3 separate regions of the Mus musculus genome follow, and all the other regions are linked to region 3. Evidence: chromatin contacts called from public Hi-C data. All regions are on one chromosome and are shown on one strand. The core of a region is the stretch at or near the end of the contact, and the rest is flanking DNA. Distances in the headings are between cores, read along the strand shown.

Region 1 (2,700 bases), core at 100-2,599, 120 kb after region 3:
CTACCCACGTCTACTGACCTTAGGCCCAAAGTGTGAGGACAAGCGAGGACACAGCTCAAGCTGCTTGCACTGGGATAACCAAACTGCAAGCCTATGGGAAGGGCAAGGCAAGGGGCACTTCCTCTTCAGCTGCCAACCTGTTCTATGCATTCAGCAAGGCACACTGAGGAGAAGAGATGAATAAAGGCAGGTACTGGCAACTTAGTTTTGGGTGAAAAATGCCAAAGTAGGGAGACATACTCTCTATAAACACAATTTGAGCCCTGGTGATTTCAGACTTTGGCTTGGCACAGAACATTCTGGCTAACTGGACAACATTTCTGTTGTTGTAGCCTATTTTATACAAAAAAATGGAGGTGACTGAGGTGGAGTTTGGGGCAGGAGTAAAACCAGGAACAATTTCAGTTATCCAGAATATTGTGTGTGTGTGTGTGTGTGTGTGTGTGTGTGTGTGTTTTGTATGCATGTATGAAGTGTGTGCCACATGTGTGTGGTGTGTGGTGTCTGGTGCCTGCAGAGACCAGAAGAGAGCATCAAATCCTCTAGAACTTGAGTTATAGATGACTGAATCACCATAGGGGAACCAAACTTGGCTACTTTGGAAAACAACAAGTCCTCTTAATCATTGAGCTATCCCTCCAGACCCCAGGATGAGTGTTTACAAAGAATAGTCTATGCGGTGACTATCTGCTTATCATTTTGGCTTTCCCAGGTCCTGAGGCCAAGTGTTCAGCTAAACTCATCAAGTGTTCAGCATGTGTTGAACTCTGAGTCACCAGTTGGCTGCAGCTTTTAGAGGGTTTAGTCAGACCATGATAATCACGTTCTGAGTTTCCCTTCAGAATGAAGCAAAGGCACAAGGTCCTCTTGGGTCCTCTAGTCTGACTGTGAGGGTTTCCAGTTAGGAAGGAAATCCAGTTGTCTTTAGTGTTGAGCAAATCTATGTAAGGAAATTATCTGGATCAAATATTCCAAATATTTACTTCTAATTTGCTGGTTTTGTTTTTGTTTTTAGTTCAAAAAGATATGGGGTTCTTCATTCAAAAGCTCTCCTCTCCTCCTCTCTGTGCCCAGCCCCCTTGCCCCTTCTTTCCATTTATTTTTGTCATTATGGTGCTGGGATGTAACCCAGGCCCGAGGCATGCTGAACACATATCTACCACTGAGCTACATTCCCCTCCTAAACATCGCTTCCTTATAAAGACTAATGTGAGTATTTGGAAACAAAGTTTTTTACCTATTAAGAATACACTCATTACATAAAGTAAGAATCTCTAGTGGCTTAAAGGGACTGAGTAATTATTAAAATGGTAACTGACCTGGTTTCGTAGTGAGTCTCCCCTGTGTGCCAAAAGTTACTCATACTCTCCAGCATTGCTAGTCTCTTTTACGTATGAGGTTAATTGCAGTTCAGAGACAGGAAATGACATCATGGGGGTGTGGCATGTGATTTGAACTCAGGCTCTTTTTACACCTAAAAGATGATTTTCTTTATCATATTTCTTGAGATGTATGTTAAAGACAGCACGAATGGCCTGAAGTTTCCTTAGAGGTTGGTAGGTAGGGGAGATCTTGATCCTCTCCTTGTTATAGCAGGGTGCAATTTCATCAAGGATCAAAAAAACCACCAAGTCAAACTCCTTGTCCCATCAAAGCTTCCATTTCCAGTCCTTGTAGCTCTGACCTGGCTCTCTTGGTTAGAGCCTCACTTACCTTTCCAATTTCTTGGTTGCCTTAGCTTTCCAGTCTTTTCTCTGCTGTTCCTCACCCACATAGGTCAGAGTCAAACTGAATAGCAGCTGTCTTCTGCCTTTGCTTTTCCCACCACCTCTCTTCAGCCATGCGCTCTCTGGAGTAACATCAACCCCTCCACACACACTCTCTTCCACACACTGTCTCAACCTCCCCATCTTTCTCAGCCCAGTGGAGATTCCTCTTGCTTTTGTAGCTCTTAATAGCTTCCTGTGAAGTTTCACAGCAGTCTCTCCGTATAGTTCTTACAAAGGCTTCCCTTTCACCCTGTAAAGTCCTTATTCGTGTGTGAGTTTCATTTGGCTCTGGAGATCTTTGGGTGACTCAGAGTTTCATTTTCCGGTACCTACCTTCCAAAGGAAAGCGGATACAGAAGTGAGGATACCAGACTTACAAAGTTTTAGGAATGCATAGTCAACTTTTAATTTTGGATACAGAACACACAAGGATAATATTTTGAGATTTTACAATTCAAATACCACTTGGAATGGAACATTATTATATTGAAAATCTTCATGCTTTACCTGCAATTGAAATCTCACCAGTCCTGTCTTTTATCTGGCAACCCCCTTATCATATTTTGAAGAAAGCCTTTCAAATGTGTACTTCTGATCTGGGATGGTGGCATCATACGAATGACCCAAGTGATCTGAGATCACTGTTAATTAGAGATAGTCTGATGAGAGCAGTCATTCGCCCCAAATTCTAGTTCTAAGATTGATTTTTTTTTTTAATTTTAAGATTTCCAAAGACTTTCTTCCAGTCTCAGGACTAGCTGATATTCAATTACAGACCTCATCACCACTAGACCTTTTGAAAACCAGAAGCCTGCCAGGAGAGCTCTAGAAGCAGAAGGAGAGAGGGTGTACATGTTGTACCTGTGTGGTTATGTGCTCATCTTGAGGCTAGCACCGCCAGCTCTGTGAAACCTTAGCCTACTGACGCTCT
Region 2 (2,700 bases), core at 23-2,522, 100 kb before region 3:
CACACCTATTCCAACAAGGCCACACCTTTAGATGGTGCCACTCCCTGGTCCAAGAATATACAGACAATCACACTTAGTCAGGGTTTTTATTCCTGGACAAAACATCATAACCAAGAAGCAAGGTGGGGAGGAAAAGGTTTATTTAGCTTACACCTCCAAACTGCTGTACATCACTAAAGGGAATCAGTACTGGAACTCAAGCAGGTCAGGAACCAGGAGCTGATGCAGAGGCCATGGAGGGATGTTACTTACTGGTTTGCTTCCTCTGGCTTGCTCAGCCTGATCTCTTATAGAACCCAAGACTACCAGCCCAGGGATGGCACCACCCACAAGGGGCCCACCCACCCTTGATCACTAATTGAGAAAATACCTCACAGCTGGATCTCATGGCATGGAGGCACTTCCCCAATTGAAGCTCCTTTCTCTGTGATAACACCAGCCTGTCACAAGTTGACACACAAATCCAGCCAGTACAGGTATCATCTTCCCTGTCTACTTGGGAACACTGAAGTATACAATTTAGACACAATACACAATATTAACAGGGTCTGTGGGAAAAAATCAAGCTCAACTCACTGGAGTGTGTTGACTTTACACAACCCTTCATTCAGAAGGCACCATCAAAAATTTAAATGCCAAGACTTTGTGCTCAGCTCATCCCCTGGGTGCCCTTCCTCAGACATCTGGACATACGGATTCATATGCACATTAATGTCTACTGCAGTTTATAGTTCAGTTTATAACCTTACCACTGATTCGTTGTTGTTGTGTCTTTACACGAGGAACTATTATTTATGAGACTAGATGGTGAGTAGAGGTAGAGATAATACATTTAAAATTCTTGGGACAGCGCGTGAGCATAGTGGGTATGCAGTAAGCGACAGTTATTATGGTTCTCAGGAAATGTGATTCTTTCCAACTGGTGTGGTGACACAGACGGGCCGGCTCCACAACAGCATCACTCCAGGGCAGAGGATGAGTGAGCACCATGAATCATCTTTCCTTCCCTGATATTGTGACTTGTCTCTAACAGGGGCACTGCATTCTCCGTTGTTCATATTATGGAAGTTTAGATGTAGACATCTTCATTTTAGGATGTGTTATTATCAAGGAACTGCACGCACCAAGAAAGCTTTGCCTTCTCATAGCAGACAGAACAACTCCATAGTAATGTAAAAAAGAAGAAAGTTCCAGGCTCACGAGCTCAGCGGGTAGAGGGCATGGCCAGAAAGCATGAGAACATGAGTTTGTCACCCAGGAACCACAAAAAGGCCAGACATAGTGCCACATACTTGTAACCCCAGGGAGACAATTGACACCCTCCATCTTCCTCTGGCCTCTGTATGGGTGTGCATGGATTCATATGCATGCATTTCCTTCACATATACCATACCATAAACACACACACACACACACACACACACACACACACACACACACACACAATCTAGCTGTAACTTCTAATTAATTATACAAATTCAAGTATTTTTTCCAAAAGGCTTTTGAATAAAGCATCATTGTATCATAACTCACCCAGGGCCACTGAGTATGGAGGATACAGAATGGCACCAGAGGAAGACAAAGGGCTTAAGCTGAGTCCTGAAAGATGAACAGGTATTTGCCAAACAGGAAAGGTAAGGGACATTTTCAAGAGCAGTGATTTGAGGCCATTTCATACACAATGATGTCCCCATCACTACTATTCCTATCCATCTGTCACTACTAGAGTCACTGGAAATCCATTACACACCAATGCATGGAGGATCCAAAGCATAAAACCAGCTGTTGTCCTATTAGTTAATAATTCAATGATGAGAAAGTCATGCAAGAAATAATAGAAAGAACTATATATGTGCTGCTAATAAAAATCAAACAAGCCAGGAGAGGGAAGAGGGGAGTTTACCTTTGTTTTAGGTGACTGAATTGGGGAAGAGTCCATGGAAGGAGAGAGGAAAATGTGCAAAAAGGAACATTGCATTCCATTGCTTTTAGTTGCATCTGAATTAATTAAGTAAGTAATTAATTTATCACTTCCTGGCAACAGTGACAAACTTCAGAATAGAATAGGTGACCAAATGAATGGGGTTGGTACCATTTTATTAGCCTTCAGATGATACCTCCATTCCTCTTTACATTCTTTTACGAAAATACGGCAGACAGAGAGGACTAACAGCGAGGGCACGTTGGAAGCAAATATCTTCCTTGATATTTCAAACTTTGGATCAGTACAGGGAAAGACTGGAAGGAGTTGTTTTAACACATTCTCCATTTTGGTTTGCTGGTGGAGGGAATGATCTCCATCACTCTCCTGGAATGCTTTGCACTTTTCAATTAGGTTCCATTTCCCAGTAAACACTTGTTGCTACCTTCCTTTGGATTAGAATCAAAACAGACTTAAATACTTGGTATAAGATGAGGGCACTCAGCTGGGCGGTGGTACACACCTTTAATCCCAGCACTTGGGAGGCAGAGGCAGACAGATTTCTGAGCTCGAGGCCAGCCTGGTCTACAGAGTGAGTTCCAGGACAGCCAGGGCTATACAGAGAAACCCTGTTTCAAGCCAGGGCTATACAGAGAAACCCTGTATCAAAAAAAAAAAACAAACCAAAAACCCAAAACAAAACAAAACAAAAAACAAACAAACAAACAAAAAAGATGCGGGCCCTCAGTCTGCCTCCAGGGCCCCGTGGTTCTCTCTGA
Region 3 (2,700 bases), core at 149-2,648:
TGGATCAAATTGTCTTTATCTGTCCATTTATCGATGCATTTTACCATAAGGATTGTTTATAAATGATCACTCATTTCCTAAGATGGTATACACACACACACACACACACACACACACACACACACACACACACGAGTGAAACAAAACTCTAGAGACATTTTATCTATATCAATTGTCCAGTGGCCATTTGTGTGTGTTATGTGATCTAGAAAAGACGTACTACTTATAACATCACTTATTTTTTGAAAAATCATGTTCTGATGATGAGCCTCAATTGGTTGTTTACCTGGTGTGTAAGATGCCCTGGGTTTGACCTTCAGAACTGCATAAACTGGGCATAGTGACAAAGACCTATAATCCCACCATATAGGACGCAAAGGTGGATAGATGAGAACTTTAAAGTTATCCTTTGCTCCATAGACATCATGAGATATATAATACTTATAATATATACACTTATGTGTGTGTTTGTGTATACACACAGATACAAGCATGCATACACGTGTGTTCCTCTTCTCAGAGCTGATACCTATACCAGAACACCAGGTATTCTCTTCCTCTTGGCCTTGGGAATGCAAGAAAGAGGGAACAGTGTGCTTGGGAGAACTCTGTTGCTGAGGCTTTGTCCCTGGCCTAGTATATATAGGCTGAAGAAGAAGACATTGAAAGCTCATCAGGAACTGACCTACTTATTCATTTGTAATCCTGAAGAGAAGGATGAGTACGATGAGTAAGATTGCATTCACTCTCACCAAGCAGTAACCAATGAAAATAACCAGTGATAAGGTTCCAGCCAGTCTGAATACTTGGCAGCCTCACAAGAACAAAGCAAGCAAGCAAGCAAGCAAAACCCTCCAAAAAGAAAAAGAAAGAAAAAAAACCCCACAGAATTACTGCATGGCTCTCAAGAGTTCCCAGAAAAGAGCTTCACCCTCCATTGCCTTCCTTCCTGTCAGAGCCTCACACAGTGTGGGAATAGTACAAATCAATGGGAAAGCCAAAGAGGTTCAAACTCACCAAATTCGTTTCCCGTTTCTAGATAAACTTGAGCGTATCTGACATTAATTGAATTTCAAAATCATCTCTATCTGGAGAGGAGAACTTTCTAATGTGTTTACCACATCAGCTATGGTCCCTCGCTTTCTTCGACTGCACACTAGGCCCTTCCCTCTGGCTAAATTACATTAATGCTGATTAACACCAAATGATTTGTGTCTCCTTGGGTCTGTTATCCTTTTGTGTTACAAGGAAAAAGAAAACTTGTTTTGAAATAAAATCAATTGGAAATGCCCGGTGGAGCATTTAATCAGAGGGAGAGAATTCTGGAGATGAGTCACACTTTTCAAGCTGCAAAGGTCTGAATAGTAGTAGCCTTGTGCAATGGTAAAATCTGTTCCCTGTGTGGGATGTTGGCCAGGGGATAGAAATCCCAGAAAGCCACAGACCATCTTAGTCTTTCCTGCCAGCGAATAGACTGGATGCAAGTTTTAACCTTTAGATGTATGTGTGCAAGGCCAGCACCAGGACACTACAAACAGAAGTATGGCTGGATGAATTTTTTTTTTGAAATAGAACTATATTCAAGAGAACTTGATTGAGAGCCGATAGAGAGGCTCTGACTCTAGATGTTTCAAGGATTAAGATGGTGTTTCTGGCCCTGGTAGTGTCTGGAACAACTCCAAAGGGCTCATTGCACACAGGAAACTACATAGTAGGCATTTCCCCATCGTTAGAAAATACTGATGGGACACAAGAATGAAGAGATGATGTGTGTTCTTGCTTCCTAAAAAAACAATAAATTCCTATGGAAATGCATACACACACACACACACACACACACACACACACACACACACACACACACACACACCTGTTAGCTACCATCTTCAGCCACCCCCACCAACTCCCTGGGATCTTCTGAATCTGACTGCTTAACATGGCAATCACCTAGCATGACTGAAGACACATAAAGCCACCAGATGACTGCCAGGACCATAAAGTGGCTGAGTTCTGTTTCTTTCTTTAAAGTAACCGGAGACAGAGAAGTGAGAAGCCGAGGCCGGCGATGAAGCTTGGTGAGTGCATGCCTAGAATGGGCAAGAGCCTGGGTAGATTTCCAGCCCCCCCGAAATAAAAACAAGAAAGAGAAGAAAATGGAAAACAAGATAAAAGCTGGTGGGCGGGGCTTAAGTGGTGCACGTATTCAATTATTCAGATCACTTATATAGGGTCTATTTTAATGAGAAGAGAACCTGGGTGTAAGGAGAAAACTTACATTCCACCATGTTAAAGAGACAGAGGGGCAGTAAGGGTCCTGTGCTTGGGACATATCTGGTAGACACAGGAAGGTTTAAGTCTAGACGCCAGACACAGTTCAAGAACACTCCTCACAAAGAAAGGCTCTCTGCAAGGAGTTTGGGGAGTGTAGGACCTCATTTTCAAAACTGGTTTCCAAAAGACTTGATCTTTTTTCCTTGGTCAGGGTAAAATTCAAGGCAACCCAAATCTTTGTTGCAGATGCCCCCTGCTGGCTATGAAGAGGCATGAGCTACAATTGCTGTAGAAAGAACCTTGGATCTGGCTAACCTTGCAGGCTTCTTCCACAAAGGTGAAAAGACTATGTGTTATCTTCCCTCCCCAATAAATACCCATGAAAACATGTCCAGCACACACACACACACACACACACACACACACACG

What was found. A called contact is a pair of places that touch in the nucleus more often than the background predicts.
Region 1: a Hi-C map of the C2C12 cell line shows a contact between it and region 3, with 2.9 times the contacts expected there. The contact joins two enhancer-like sites. A contact is called at or near these places in 17 of 484 Hi-C or Micro-C datasets (3T3-L1-derived adipocytes, the AML12 cell line, the Ba/F3 cell line and 13 more) and 1 of 115 datasets of contacts at active chromatin or transcription factors (cardiomyocytes).
Region 2: a Hi-C map of the C2C12 cell line shows a contact between it and region 3, with 4 times the contacts expected there. The contact joins two enhancer-like sites. A contact is called at or near these places in 1 of 15 datasets of contacts at CTCF or cohesin (the NIH/3T3 cell line), 15 of 484 Hi-C or Micro-C datasets (the 3T3-L1 cell line, the AML12 cell line, the C2C12 cell line and 7 more) and 1 of 115 datasets of contacts at active chromatin or transcription factors (the NIH/3T3 cell line).

What each region holds. Positions count from the first base shown.
Region 1 is chr1:169,553,895-169,556,594 of GRCm38.p6, reverse strand. No RefSeq gene overlaps it. Among named protein-coding and RNA genes, the nearest start is that of Gm34624, 24 kb to the right of the region's middle. Within about 2 kb of position 1,349, at least 22 of the 459 cell types and tissues checked have an H3K27ac peak or open chromatin away from gene starts, as enhancers often do. A contact at or near this core is called in the C2C12 cell line and muscle stem cells, where this site is marked.
Region 2 is chr1:169,772,878-169,775,577 of GRCm38.p6, reverse strand. No RefSeq gene overlaps it. Among named protein-coding and RNA genes, the nearest start is that of Gm22114, 25 kb to the left of the region's middle. Within about 2 kb of position 1,272, at least 3 of the 459 cell types and tissues checked have an H3K27ac peak or open chromatin away from gene starts, as enhancers often do. A contact at or near this core is called in the C2C12 cell line, where this site is marked.
Region 3 is chr1:169,670,654-169,673,353 of GRCm38.p6, reverse strand. The region is part of intron 1 of Rgs5 (regulator of G-protein signaling 5); the gene reads right to left. Among named protein-coding and RNA genes, the nearest start is that of Rgs5, 17 kb to the right of the region's middle. Within about 2 kb of position 1,398, at least 30 of the 459 cell types and tissues checked have an H3K27ac peak or open chromatin away from gene starts, as enhancers often do. A contact at or near this core is called in the C2C12 cell line and muscle stem cells, where this site is marked.